Regions from separate parts of the Mus musculus genome. Here region 1 is linked to region 2. The links are chromatin contacts, called in public ChIA-PET maps. All regions are on one chromosome and are shown on one strand. Each heading gives the region's core, a stretch centred on a gene start, on an enhancer-like site or on the middle of the called end of the contact. The rest is flanking DNA. Distances are from core to core; before and after follow the strand shown.

Region 1 (2,802 bases), core at 40-2,539, 970 kb after region 2:
ACCCAGGTTTTGCCCTATGTCATGGAGACTACTTGACCGTTAAAAACTCAGATATGTATCTTCACAAGCTCGAGCAGTCAGGAGAGCAAGAGCAAGCCAGCCCTTGCATGGGCAGCACACTAGAGCTAGCCCTGCTGGCATGAGCAGGTAAGCCAGCCCTGAGGGCATGAGAGCAAGATGGGCTCTACCCATCTGTTGCTGGCTGCAACACTGAGCAAGCAGCCAGGGCAGTGCTGAGAGCTCATCCTTATGGTGCAGGTAGGTGCAAGAGAGTGGTAGACTGACCAGCTCAACTATTACCCAGGCCAGACCTAAGGCTTTGAGTTGGTCACAGTATTTTTTTAAATCTACATGTTGAGTTTTTAATGGTCATATAGAAAGTGGGTGGCCAGAAAGGAAGGAGGAACAGAGGGAGTCCAGAGACTGAGCAAGAATGAGCCTGCAGAGGCTGGAGTTACAAGTATGCACAGCACTCTATAAATGGTGCCACAAGGAAAACATAAATAAACCTGAGCTCTCCCTCCTACTCCCTGCTTTACCTCTGCTTTACCCAATCCCTTTTGCTCCTCTTTTCTCTCTGAATAAAGAAAGAATAATCTTGGGAGAATGACAAAAATGACTTTAAGGCAGAATGACAGTACATAACATATGCAAAAAGAAAACAAGGAGATGGAAGAGAGGAGGTGGCCTAGGAATGAAGTCAAGCAGAGGCTGGAAAACATTCATTGCTGTTGGACTAAATCTAGAGCTACAACAAAGGAAGGAGGCAACTTACAAGTTGTCGAGGCAAAGCAAGTCTACGCATAGGGCATATGGGGCCTGGGTCGGACTGTCAATTGGACTTAACTGCTAAAGCAAAATTTGTAAATAAGAACAACCTTTTGTGCATTTGTTTAGATGGGAGGTTACAATCCCTAGAGTTCCTATGCACAAGCCAACACACATAGATCTGGGACGTGGAGGAGCTGACATCAAAATGTGAACATAAAAAAATTTAAAAACTAAAATCTTTTAGGACAGTCTGCTAAGTTGCAAAAATACAGTACAATTTCAATATAATTTGATAAGAGATTCAAAGTAGACCATTGTTGAGAAAGGAGTTGTTCACATACTCCCAACATAAATTATACATCAATGAGTTCACCGATAGATTTTACTGAAGCACATAAAACTAGCTGAAAGATCTACTTGTAAAACTGTCACCAATGACGCATTTGCTTTTACTCTACTCTCGGTGACAGGCATGCCGCAGTGTGCCATACATCTTCCGGTTTCTGTTAAAACCAGACAACTCAGGAAGGTGATTTCATAGAGGAAGCCTGGAAGGCGGATGTAGCAAGCAATCACTTGAGATAAAGTAAACAATGGTTTCTCAAAACCGGATCAAATTACTCTTATGTCTCAAATCACAGATAAAAGGGAAAGCTATCTAGGGAGACATGATTTGAAGACAAAATTCTTTTTCTTTAATATCCAAATGAACTTGATCCAAATCTCATCTTTAGTACTCAAATCAACTGACTTGCCACCTCTTTCCACTAGTAGTTTAAGTATGTCTCAATCTAAAAGCATCCTGCCAGTAAAGCTAAGCTGCCCTGGGTTCTATTGGAAAGCACTGGAGTGTGTAATTTTCCTCTGACCTCTACCTGAAGGGTTTTAATTTACTTGTACCTAAGCCAGTGCTAACAAGTGTGGGAGGGAAGTGGATGGGGTAGAAGACTGTCAGTACTTGTAACTATCTCACAGAAAATTGTTTTTAAAAATGTTCCACTCCTAGAGTTTTCATTCCACTTAAGATGTTTAATACTAACCATTCATTTGACATTTCCTATGTGACTATGGGTGGGTAGATATCTACAAATCCTTGTTATAAAACACTATCAAGAAAGACTACTTTTTAATAATAATACCAGATAAGAAATTCAATCTCATAGATCCTAGATGCAATACTAAGTTTAAGACTGTGAATGTATGTGCCTGTGTGTGCATGTGGGCGTGTCAAAAAATCTATAGAAATGTATGGAGAAGAAACAGCAGTAGTAATCTCAAGGGATTTTCTTTATCCTTGATTTTCTAATATTTCTCTCTGTCCATTTGTTACTCTCTACCCAGGGGGTAGGATATGTCCTACAACTCCAGAGGACAGATGAAACTACAGAGAATATCATGCTATATATGCATATATGGATATGTGCATGTACACATCAAATGCTTTCATATATTTTATGGAAATTTATAACTTCTAAATTAGACATAATATAAGATGAAAAAAATTATTGAAAAAATTAACAATACCAGTCACGTATTAATTAAATCCTGAATTATATATTTTCAGAATTTTATACTTAATGTTTGGTACCTTTAATAGTTAAATTTAAGCATTGTCTTCATGTGTAAATTATTATAAATACTTTCATTCAGTAATTTTGGATGAGAAACTGGCCAGGAGCTATTTTAGAAGGGGCAAATTCCCATGTGCCTTTGACTGTTTTTCCTAATACTCGAGCTTTTATCCTATTTTCTGTAAGAGAAACCACTTGAAGAACTCTCTAACTCACTATTATTAGACGAGGTCTGCCTGTCCCTGTGCTAGGGCACTGGGCAGATAGTAAACCGTGTTAAAGCACTGAGAAATCAACAGAAGTGGTAAAAAGTTCTTTAGATTCTTAGTGTAATGATTGTTTTTGATATACATTTTCTTGCAAATATACAAAAATGTTGTGAGATGGGACAATCCAATTCCTGAACTGGCAATGTTGGACTCTCCATTGCTACATAGCAGTCCCCAACCAAAAAACCTGT
Region 2 (2,996 bases), core at 289-2,788:
CTAATATCAGGATGCATTCATTAATCCAAAGTGACCCACAATCTTTGCCATTGACTTTAGAAAGGCTGCTTTAATTTCTTTTTAACAAGTAAGTGTTCTACTTTGATTATGTCCATCAAAGGAATTCCCAGATCCCACGTTTAGCTCTAAGATATGGATCATTTAGTAAAATGTTTCAACAACGACAAACTGTAGAAATTTAGGAAAGTGATGCTATCTGTAATGGGGCCTTTAAAAGAAAATGCTAGCTTAATTATACAATGTCAATTCTTAATCCTATAAAGGCTTTTGAGATCTAGAAGGTGTCAGCTCCTCCCCATTTAGCTCTTGTAGCCTAGTTTCATATGAAAGAACACTCTAGCCCCTTAGTTATCAAGAAGGACCCCTATCAAAGTGTGCCTTCAGGCTTAGAAGCCTGAGTGTTTTTAAAGCAGAATTCAGAGACAGAAGTGGTTTGTTCTTCAACCACATTGCTTCCTCGGACTGCATGTACTCAGTGGAAAAAAAAAAAAAAAAGTCTGCACATAAATATCTGTGATCTGTGGGATGGGGTTTAAAAAGAAACAAAGTGCACAAGCCTACTAGGTCAAAGAGGCTCATCAAGTCTGCCTGGTTCATCTCTGTATTCTCAGATTAGCTCAGAATGATCATGATCCCAGCCAACAACAGCCAGGCAACTCAAAACAGCTCTCACAAGAGCAGGATGCTTCGCTAAAGATTACTACTTAACAATTGCAGGCAAGAAGACTGACAGAGGAGGCAAGGTTCAACTATGCTCCCTTCAGCTCGCCCTTGGGAAAGCCTGACACAGGAGCTCAGAAGACCACTTCATCCTGAGCAAGCTACTTCCTCTTTCTCTAATTCTTGCTTTCATTCTGAAAACAGAAGGGCTTGAGCAATGTGATCACAATGTGATCACCCCAGTCACCCGCAACCCCCACCCCATTCAACTTAATCCTAATAAAGTTCCAGGGAGGGAAAACAAAACAGATTCACCCAACCTGTAAAGGTTCACTACAATTGAAATCTTCGGGTAAACAGGCAGACCGGAAACCAAAGAAAACCCTGAAGATAAAAAGCTAGATTTGGTAAATGGAACAGAAATTCTCAAGACTATCTTAGGTTAGCTAGTAAAGTTTTTCCACGGAGTCAGAAATGCAGGAAAGTGCACCAAAAACAAGAGAAAGAGAATTAGCCTCAGTAGACTTTAAGACTCTTGTCAACCCTGTATTGCACAGGGTAGATTCTATTTTAATCACACTGGCATTACAAAACACCGCTACAGAGTTCTCAGCTTTGGCGTTCCTTGAAAGGCAGAGGTCCCCAAAGGCCACTTTCCTTCTTCCTCCTAGTGGTGCCTGTCCCCACCCTACACTGTCACTAACTAACTTCCTCAGGCCACCTCGTGCTGCCTCACCTAGTCACACCCTGTCCCTCCCTACATCTCAGTCACTCCACGCCCCCGTCCTCACAGCCTCGCCGCTCCTCCCCCACCTCATTCTGTTCTCACCACCCTGTAACCCCGCCCCGCGGACCCTGGGTTTCCGGGCTCTTGGGTATTTTAAGGCGGGAGCCACTAGGGTCGCCTGACTGCCATCGAGTGGTGTTCCAGTTGAACTTGCTTTCTCTGCCATCTGCTCCGCGGGCGCCGTCAGCATGGGTCCCTGGACCCACTCCTTGCGCGCCGTCCTGCTGCTGGTGCTTTTGGGAGTCTGCACCGTGCGCTCCGACACTCCTGCCAACTGCACCTACCCTGATCTGCTGGGCACCTGGGTGTTCCAGGTGGGCCCTAGAAGTTCCCGAAGCGACATTAACTGCTCGGTGATGGGTAAGCGGCTTCCCAGGGTCCCGAGTTGTCCTTTTCTGTCCCTGAGTCCTTGCCTTGGGGCCGGCGTTTCTGGGTGACTGGAGAGTTAAGAGCTGACGAACGGCCCCTTGGGGGATCAGAGCCAGGGCCGCTAAGTTGAATTTGAGCTGCTGAGAACTTCTAACTTTACACTTATTTTCCTGATTATCTCACAACTCATGTTCAAGGAAACGCGCCCCTGGTTTTTTACTTGTTTTATTTGCTTTGATTTCTTAGAAGCGAGTGGAGAACTGCTTTCTTGACCCTTCACTCAGGTCTGACAGGTTCTTGTTTTTAAAATTCAGAGTCTTGACTGCTGAGCTCAGACTCTAGGAGTTAGCCTTTTTTTTTTTTTCTTTTTTTTTTTTTTTCTTTTTTTTTTCTTTTTCTTTCTAATGGGGGCGCTCCTTCTTTCCCTGTGAGGTAGTGGGAAGAGACCACTTCAAACTGGGCCTGTTTTATCTGCTACTTTCCTTGACATTTCTGGACGCCTTGTTTAAGGAATTTCGAGAGATATACAAAAGCTTTTTCCTGTCTCTTTTGTCACATTTTACAGTAGTGTTTGGATATGACGGAAGCAAACGCAATGCCTAACACTTGGCTCTCAGTGAGTATGTAGTAAATGAAGACTGGGGCATTCCACGTGCCTCGGATATAGGAAAACAGTAGTACAGATAAGAAGAGTGACACTTATGGTCTCCCCAGTCAGAGTTGCACAGAGAAACTCAACTCTGAACTGTAGTTTTCTTGTGAGTAGAATAAATGCTGTCATATATCCCACCTCCCCTGCCTCCAACAAGGAGTCATTTACTAAATTCCAGGTGACTGGGTTTAGCTTAATCCTGGGTGGTGTCTACAATTGTTTCTTTTCTAAATTTGAGCATGGAGATGAGGCAGAAGGGAGAGAAAAGGTTTGCATCGCCTTATCATATGAAGTCTCTGATAAGTTATTCCTTCACGGTAAAATGAGCTAATTCAAGCCAGATCAGGGACCTATCTACCTATCTGTCTGTCTATCTATCTATCTATCTATCTATCTATCTATATCTCAGGTTTATTTGGAAACTGCTTTTGGCAGGGGAGGCAAGATCACAGATCAGGGAAACAGCCTTGGGAAGGGAGACAGAGGAGAAGGGGAAGAGATTGAAAG

The links. ChIA-PET counts read pairs in DNA pulled down with a chosen protein or histone mark.
Region 1: a contact with region 2 is called in an RNA polymerase II ChIA-PET map of memory CD8 T cells, with 6 read pairs. The contact joins the enhancer-like site here to the promoter of Ctsc in region 2. A contact is called at or near these places in 1 of 39 promoter capture datasets (frontonasal cranial neural crest), 2 of 484 Hi-C or Micro-C datasets (B cells and CD4 T cells) and 3 of 115 datasets of contacts at active chromatin or transcription factors (acute myeloid leukemia, bone marrow-derived macrophages and memory CD8 T cells).

What each region holds. Positions count from the first base shown.
Region 1 is chr7:89,247,027-89,249,828 of GRCm38.p6, forward strand. The region is part of intron 4 of Tmem135 (transmembrane protein 135); the gene reads right to left. Among named protein-coding and RNA genes, the nearest start is that of Tmem135, 90 kb to the right of the region's middle. Within about 2 kb of position 1,290, at least 139 of the 459 cell types and tissues checked have an H3K27ac peak or open chromatin away from gene starts, as enhancers often do. A contact at or near this core is called in B cells, acute myeloid leukemia, bone marrow-derived macrophages and 1 more, where this site is marked.
Region 2 is chr7:88,276,547-88,279,542 of GRCm38.p6, forward strand. It overlaps Ctsc (cathepsin C), which reads left to right and starts at 1,539. Exons shown (of 7, transcript NM_009982.5): 1 at 1,539-1,828. The coding sequence starts at 1,657.